Linked DNA regions of Mus musculus: region 2 is linked to region 1. A link is a contact called in public Hi-C data. All regions are on one chromosome and are shown on one strand. The core of a region is the stretch at or near the end of the contact, and the rest is flanking DNA. Distances in the headings are between cores, read along the strand shown.

Evidence for each region. A called contact is a pair of places that touch in the nucleus more often than the background predicts.
Region 2: a contact with region 1 is called in a Hi-C map of the N1E-115 cell line, with 3 times the contacts expected there. The contact joins two enhancer-like sites. A contact is called at or near these places in 1 of 39 promoter capture datasets (maxillary cranial neural crest), 1 of 484 Hi-C or Micro-C datasets (the N1E-115 cell line), 1 of 115 datasets of contacts at active chromatin or transcription factors (differentiating embryonic stem cells) and 1 of 9 other capture datasets (embryonic stem cells).

The regions. Positions count from the first base shown.
Region 1 is chr9:59,111,818-59,116,160 of GRCm38.p6, forward strand. No RefSeq gene overlaps it. Among named protein-coding and RNA genes, the nearest start is that of Neo1, 78 kb to the left of the region's middle. Within about 2 kb of position 2,199, at least 4 of the 459 cell types and tissues checked have an H3K27ac peak or open chromatin away from gene starts, as enhancers often do. A contact at or near this core is called in the N1E-115 cell line, where this site is marked.
Region 2 is chr9:59,270,005-59,274,347 of GRCm38.p6, forward strand. No RefSeq gene overlaps it. Among named protein-coding and RNA genes, the nearest start is that of Gm39345, 12 kb to the left of the region's middle. Within about 2 kb of position 1,892, at least 73 of the 459 cell types and tissues checked have an H3K27ac peak or open chromatin away from gene starts, as enhancers often do. A contact at or near this core is called in the N1E-115 cell line, where this site is marked.

The DNA of each region.
Region 1 (4,343 bases), core at 949-3,448:
GACACTGTTACTGATACTCTGCTATTCTTGCAGACAGGAGCCTAGCATAATTGTCTCCTGAGAGGCTTCATCTAGCAGCTGATAGAAACAGAAGCAGAGATCCATAGGTCAAGCTCAAGGAGTCTTGTGAAAGGGGGAGAGAGGACTAAGGAAGCTGGAGGGGGCAAGGACACCATAAGAAGACCTATCTCATCAACTAACCTGGGCCCGTGGGGCTCACAGAGACTAAACTGCCAACCAAAGAGTTTCCATGGTGTGGACCTAAACCCACCTACACATTTGTAGCAGATGTGCAGTTTTGTCTTCATGTGGGCCCTCTAACAACTAAAGCAAGGGCTGTCTCTGACTCTGTTGCCTGCCTTTGGACCCTTTTCCTCTAGCTTGGCTGCCTTGTCTGGCCTCAGTAGGAGAGGATGTAGTCAGTCATGCTTCAACTTGATGTGCCAGAATGGGTTGGTACCCATGGGGAGTGGGGCTTCCCCAAAGAGGAAGGAATAATGACAGAAGGAGGTTGTGAGGCTGGGACTGGAAGGAGAAGAGGGAAGGGGCTGCGATCAGGATATAAAGTGAATACATAAATGAATTGATGAATAAATGTCCCTTTTGATTAAGATTTCTTCAGGTGTTTGCATTTGCATGTACTTAAGAATTTTAAGGTTTCTTTCTTCCTTTTCTTAAGATGACACTGGAATTCCAATAGCGATTCCCTTGAATGTGCATGCTTTCGATGGTTTGGGTTAACAACATTACTTTATCCAACCCATAAGCCTAGACTAGGGACTACCCAACCATAGACTTTCTAGGGTTATGGTGATATACCTGAGTGGAAGAGCCTTCACCTCGAGTGAATGCAGTCTATCTTTTTGCTTATGTGATCTTTGCTTTTTTCACTATGCTTTATAGTATTTTATGTGTGAATCCTTTGCCTTCTTGGTTAAGTTTAGGTCTAAACATTTTTATTTATTAATGCTTTAATAAATGGGATGGCTCAATTTATTTTCCCACTACTTTACTATTGGTGCATAGAGATGCTACTGTTTTAAACTATAGTCGGGAGTGGGCACCCTTCCCTTGTCTCTCTCTTATGTGTGACTTTATTACACTGAGAGAAGTTCCTTCTATACCTAATTTGTTTTTATTGTTTATGTGTGAGCTGAGTGGGTCTGAGGTTTCCTTGAAGAAGCAGAAGTGACATTAACGACCAAGTCATATGTTTGAGGATGCCAGCCTGCCCTTCCTAATGACTGCCAAGTCCTCCCAGTTACAAGCATCAGCTCTTCATATACTTGATGCTTCTCTGTCTCAAGTGACTCACTAACGGATGCAGAATCCGGTGCCTGAGACTGGGATAACTAGCATAGCAAGCATCTAAAACGTGGGTGCCACCTTGGGACTGGATCATGGGAAGAGGCTGGTGGGCTTCAGGAGCACAAGGGAAGAAAAGCCTAAGCTTCCTTGAACAGACTGTTTATGGAAACGTGGGTGTTAAAGTCAGCCAGCGAGGGCTCAGGAAGAGGTGAAGAATGTGGGAAGCTTATATTGCCACACACATATATATCATATGCAGAATGTTGTTGGAAGTATGAATGTTAAAGATGCAGTTAAGGAAGGCTCAGGAGGTGAGTTGGGGGTGGTGGGGTGGGCGGGGATATGTTACTGAAGCCTAGAGGCAAGAAGATCCTGTTGCATAGTGGCGGAAAGTACATCTGAATTTAATCCCTTGGTTATAAGGAGAATAGAGAAGCTGGCTATTTAGCTAAGATTTCTCAGCAAAGTGTAGAAGGTGCAGCTGGTTTCCTCTTTACTGATTATGAATAATGTGAAACACAAAGAGAAAATCTGCTAAGCAAGAAAGAAACGGAAGCATGGCTTGATGGTTTGAGACATTCTCAGCCTAGTGAAATTACAAAAGATAAGATAAAATAAAATAAAGGCAGCATCAAGAGGAGAGATTCAGGATGTGGATACTGTGCTATCGAAAGAAAGACAAGGGTGTGGTTGGGCAGCCTCTTGCTGGTGCAGAAATGATTAAGGGCATGACACGTGGCTACACTCAGTCATCTCAAGACAAGCCGAACAGAGAAGTAGGATTATCCAGAAGCATCCGTTGAGGATCCTTTCATCTGATGGCTCAGATCTCTGATATACAAGGGTTTTCAGGATGTTAGTCCAGCAGAAATACTGCCAACTGTGACCGAGAGAGACAAAGAAAAGATTAAATAAAGGGCAGCCATCTGCTTCCAGCAAGCCAGGGGCAGCACCAGGACTACAGCATCACTAGCAGCAGCCATCCATTGCCTCTCAGAAAGATGGGGCCCACTCAGAGGGCAGACCTTTAGGCAAACAGAACTTTGAGGCCCTAAGAACTGCCCCCTGCCTGAAATCTAATGCAATCCATCTTAATAGATCTTGAAATTTCTTGGGAAGCCATGACTCCCTTATTCCTCCACATCCCCTCTCCTGGAATGGAGACAGCTTTAACCATTACATTGTGCTCCTGTGTTAAATCTGGGGTGGGGTGGGGAGAGGAAAGACAGCTTGTTTTCTAGTTTTCAAGTGTTTGGACAGGGAGGTAAGTGGATCATACCCAGAATCTTTCCACACCTGATTTAGATGATGATATTTTACAATGTAATGGGTTTAAACTTCTAGGGTGTGACTATATTTTGCATGTAGATGCATGTGAAAATTTGGAGGCCAAGGGCCAAATTTAACTAAAAATTTTCTTAGTAAAAGATATCTAAATCCTACACAGTAGTGTTACCTGGGTGTGGTTACTTTGTGAGGCACAAAGGGTTCTGAAAATGTGGCTAATGATCTCAAGATGGGCATATTATCCTGGACCATACAAGAAGATTTCTAATGCAATCATGTGTTCTTCTAAGAGGGAGACAGAGGGAGGGAGGCTTCAAGCTACAGAAAAGAAATGTAGGCTGGGGAGATGGGTAAGTCAGAAAAGTTTATTGCCTTGCAAGCATGAAGTCCTGAGTTTGACTCCACACTCAAAAATGTCCATGTCCTGGATGGTGCTTGCTGATCTGTGATCCTAGTACTGGGGAGGCAGAGACTTGGGGATTCCCAGGGCTGGCTGTCCAAGCAGCCTAGGCTACTTAGACAGTCTCAGGCCAATGAGAGATACTGTCTCAAAGAGAAGACGGTCGATGGTGCTTGAGAAACAATATCTGAAGCCTTCCTCCAGACTCCAAACACATGCATGTGAATCTATGTGAACAGGGAGACTTCACTCACACACACTCACACACACACACACACACACACACACACACACACACACACACACACACACAGCATTGATCTGCTTTAGGGAATTGTTGGTTGGAAGATGTTTTGGCCTTTGAGGATGGAGCAAAGGCTGCACGAGCCAAGAAGTGCATATGGGGAATAGAAGCTGGAAAAGGCAAAGAATACAAGTGCAGGCATCGGGAAGGGGGGAGGAGGGAGATGGATCCTCTTCTAGGGTTTCCAGCACAAGCCCTGCTGACACTTTCATTTTGGCCCAGTGAAACTAATTGCAGAGTTCTGGCTTCTGAGGCGGTGAAAGAATAAGTCTCTGTGTTAAATCATTGAGTTTGTGGTAATTTGTTCTAGTAGCTAAAGGAAACTAACACAGTACATAATCAGAGATAAAAAAGGCATTATTGATTATGGACTCACACACACAGACACACACACACACACACACACACACACACACACACTGAGAAGGAACTCTGATGCTGCATTTGTAAAGCTCACATTTGTATTTCAAAGTGGGGTTAGTCTTCACTTTTTTCCTTACCTTCCTCACCCTACCTTTTTTGTTTGTTTGTTTGTTTGAGACAGGATCTCATATGGCCAAGGCTAGTCTCCAACTAAAGATGACCTTGAACTTCTGACCTTCCTGCATCTATATCTGGAGTGCTGGAATGACAGCCATGACTGCTATGAAGGGCTGGGGCTAGAACCCAGGGCTTTGGACCTGCTAAGTAAATACTCTCCTAACTGGACTATGTTCCCACACCACTGCTCACCTATCTTGAATAATTTATACTTTCCCAGTCAGTCTTTCATTTATCTGGACTATCAGATGAACAGTATAATACAGAGAGTATATCTATAATTTCTTAAATGTCATATATACTTGGGAGTGCATCTCCCGTATCTTTTATTCTAATCTTGAATAATTATGCTTTCCCTCTCTTTTAATTCACTACTTGGTGAACAATTTGTTTTATTGCCACCCTCTTCCATTCAGCTATCCAACTTAATTTTGTGTTTTTAAACGTAGTGATTAGATGAACGCTTTCCTCTCACACGCTCCCTCCCGCTTTCCCCCTGCTCGT
Region 2 (4,343 bases), core at 642-3,141, 160 kb after region 1:
GCCCAATGGAGCCTCTTGAACGGTCTACCACACCTCCAGAATGATTGATGCCACCTCTAGGTAGAGGCAAGAGAAGCCTCATCCAGGGAACAGAGTGTTCCCATGTGTATAATCTATGCCTGTCCCGCAGTGGGTCCTAGTTCTTTGGGAATGAAGGGGATGAGACTGAGTCTTGCTCTGTAGCCCAGGTTGACACTGAACTCATTCTACGGCCCAGGCTGCCCTAGAACTGGAGATCCTCCTACCTTCCTCAACTTGCTGAGTTTTGAAACTACAGGTGTGTGCTACCCCACCTACTTCATTGGCAGTCCTTAGTGAGTACACACAGAGACTGAGATAAAGTCTCTCTCTCTCTCTCTCTCTCTCTCTCTCTCTCTTGCTCTCACTCTCGCTCTCCCCCCCCCCACACCCCGTTCTGTAGGCCATCTGCAGAAGCATGAGAACCTGAGTTCAAGTTCCCATGCCAAAGAAAAAAAAAATTTGGTCCTGCAATTGGGCTGAGACAGGAGGATTGCTGAGGTTTGCTGTCTGCCAACCTAGCTCCAGTTTCAGTAAGAGACTCTATCTCCCGGGGCTAAGGTAGACATTGATAGAGCATGCCCAATGTCCTCTGGCCATCCCATGCAAAATGCATACATGTGCACATACACCTCCTTCCCTACACATGTATATTTATCAGGAGCTTGTATTTTATATGATTTTAAGTTTACCAGTTATTGTAAAGGACATTACAACAGATATAGATGAGGTGGTGGGAGGAGCAACCCTAACTGGGAGGACCATCCTCCAGACATATTCCTGCTCACAAGCTTCTTTGGTGTTTTAAGGGAGGCTCCACTGCAAAGACACGAGTAATTGCATCATTGACCACTGAGAACCAACCATCCGCCTTCAGCCCCTCTCCTCAGCCCAGGAAACGATCCCTCTAATCCTATCTCAGTGTTTCCAGTGACCAGGCCCCACCCTGAAGCTACCAGCCATGCATTAGCATTCAAAAACCAACTAATAATAAAAACAAACAAACAAAAAACCCTTCCAGTTTGGAGAATCTGAGGATTTTAGGAGTCTTTGGCCAGAATATTTACAAAATTTAATAAATATTTCACCATATTTCAGAAATCCTTTACCTCAGAAGGCTGTATAAACCAAAAGAGACAAGAAGATGACTAGAACCCTGCCCAGTATTAATAGCCTGTCTAGTCCATCACGTTTGAATACATCTCCCAGGCAAGGTCACTCAGGGTCAAGGTCTTCTCTTTGATCTTGTCAGCTTCCACAGACAGGAGTGGTGACTGTAAACACATAGCTTCCCCCATTCACACACCTGGTAGGATTGAGCTAAACCACAATGTCCTTGCCGGCCTCTTCTTAAATTAATGTGGCATTGAATTTCAATTCGTCCCTGAGACTGACCTACTGAGCTTCCTTCCCTTCAGAGGCACCCAAACGATGCCTGCCTGTGGGAATCAACACTCAGCATTAGGTTTCCAGAAAGAAAGGAGAGATGGTTTGATTTGAGAGTTGAATTGTCCTTGAGGGTATGAGATTTATTAAGGATATTAATATTGCAGACAACATGACAGAGAGAACACACACACAGAGAGACAGAGAGAAAGACAGAGACAGAGAGAGAGAGAGAGGGAGAGAGAGAGAGCGAGAGAGAGAGAGAGAACCTTCAGTTCTACCAGACAATGTGTTTGTTTCTCTCTTTCAGTTTCTGAGGGAGGGGGAAGATCCCACACCATGAAGCAGCAAGCATGGTTAATAAATAGCCCAAAGGTCACAGCAGCTTGCTTATCAGGACTCCCTCGCAGCAGGTGTGAGGGTAAAGAGGCTGCAGGGGTGTGGCCTGTTTTCTTTGCAGCAGCAGTCTGTGGAAGGCCTGAGGTCCACCTCGGTCTAGCCTGTGAATTGTGCTTGGCAGTGGCACGCAGTGCCTCTCCTTGTTCCACTCCCATCTGGAGAGAGCGAGGGCACACGTCACAGACCAGGTGGCCTAGTTTCACAACAGAGCAGTGGAGTGGCCTTCATTCAAGGTTGTTAACCTCAAGTTTGCCATTTGGAGGAGCAGAGCAGCCCATCTCTCAGGACCCCGGGAATTCCAAAATCAAAGCTACAGGCTCCTCCTCAGGAATTATCCCTGTGTCCAGAACTTAAAGCTGCAACACTCAATCCTGTGACTGTCACTGGAGCTCTTAGGTCTGACTGTAGAGAGGCTCCAAAACCAGGTCCAGCCATACTCCCCAAAAATCAAATGGAAGGATAATAGAAACAGCAAAGGAAGAGCCACGCTGGGAAGACAGGGAAACTAAATGTCCTCAGGCCTGTCTTTGATCCCCGGACGCATGTAGGGAAAGAACTGGAGCAAGGAACAAGTGGGGTGTGTGCAAGGCCAAGAAATCTCAGTCAGACTGAGGTATGCTCTGCCCTTATTTTAGATCTGAGTCTCTGAATCCCTGTGGGCTCTGAGAAAGATGTGTGTGTTTGTGAGTGTGTGTGTGTGGTGTATGGATGGTATGTGTGATGTGTGTGTATGGTGTGTATAGTGTGCATGTGTGCGTGGTGTGTGTGTGTGCTGTTTGTGTGGTATGTGTGTGTGGTGTGTGTGGTATGGTGTATATGTGTGATGTATGTGTATGGTTATGGTGTGTGTATATGTGTGTGGGGTGTGTGTGTGCGTGGTATTGTGGTGTGCTGTTTGTGTGTGGTATGTGTGTGTGTGTTGTGTTGTGTATGTGTGAAGTATGTGTATGGCTATGGTGTGTGTATATGTGTAGGGGTGTGTGATGTGTGTGTGTATGTGTGGTGTGGTATGGTGTGTATGTGTGATGTATGTGTATGGTTATGGTGTGTAATAATGTGTGATGTGTGTGTGTGTGTGTGGTGTGTGTTATGTGTGTGTTCAGGTACGTGTTGGTTTTGTACCTCTGGAGGCAAGAAGAAAACCTTAGCCGTTGTTCCTCAGGCACTGTGGTCCTTGATTTTTGAAATACAGGCTCTCATTACCTGAGCTGAGCTGATTGGCCAATGAAGCCCAGGAAACCCCACTGAGAAGTCTGCCTCCAACTTCTCAGCTCTGGGATTACAATGGGATCAAACTCAGATCCATGCTTGCAACCACTCCACTGACTGAGCTATACCCCCAGCCCAAGGTGTTTTAAAGTGTGAAGGGTAGTCCAGTCCCCTGCGTCGGTGCAGCCCCCTCATGGGGTGTTCTGCCTGCAGATCTCTGCTCCTCAAAGCTTGCTGCCTTCAGCCATGAAAAGCAAGGATTACTAGCTTTACATGAAATTCTTTTATGAAAAGATCACTTTTGATTATGTATATGGGAAGATGTATGGGCATGAGAGTGCAGATGCTTACAGAGGCCAGAAGGGGGCATCTGATCTGGAACTGGGGTTACAGGCAGCCATATGGGTTCTGAAAATCAGACTTGAGTCCCCTGCAAGAGCAGTACTAGCTCTTAACCACTAGGCAATCCTGTCTTTTTGTTTTGTTTTGTTTTGTTTTGTTTTGTTTTGTTTTGTTTTGTTTTGTTTTGTTGGTTCCCCCCACCTCTAAGACTAAGTTTCTCTGTGTAGCCATGGCTGTCCTGGCTGTCCTGGAACTCACTCTCTAGACCAGGCCTTGAACTCAGAGATCTGCCTGCCTCTACCTCCAAGTGTTAAGATTAACAGCATGTGAACCCACCATCTGGGATTTAAATGTATAGTTTATTTTTATTTTATGTTAATTGGTATTTTGCTTCTATGTATATCTGTTGGGTCCCCTAAAACTTGAGTTACAGACAAGAGCTGCCATGTGGGTGCTGGGAATTGAACCTAGGTCCCTTGGAAGAACAACAGCACTCTTTTTGTTTGTTTGTTTGGTTGGTTGGTCTTTCGAGACAGGGTTTCTCTGTATAGCCCTGGCTGTCCTAGAACTCACTCTGTAGACCAGGGTGGCCTCGAACTCAGAAATCTGCCTGCCTCTGCCTCCCAAGTGCTGGGATTAAAGGCATGTACCACCACTCCTCGAGCGACCAGCACTCTTAACTACTGAGCCATCCCTCCAGACCCTTATTCTCTCTCTCTCTCTCTCTCTCTCTCTCTCTCTCTCTCTCTCTCTCTCTCTCTCAGCAAAATCAGCCTCTAAGTTCTTGTTACATGACTATTCAATCAGGTATGGAGGAAATTTGAGAGAGAAATAAAAATACTGATACTTGTATAGATTTATTTTTTTTATTTTTGCTTTTCTAGCGATTTATTTCTTTTTCAACTTTTACAGAAGAATGGCTTTATTAGAGTGGGAAATTAAAGATCAGATGTTGCAGAACGCAAAGTTCAAGAAGCCTGTCTGTCGAA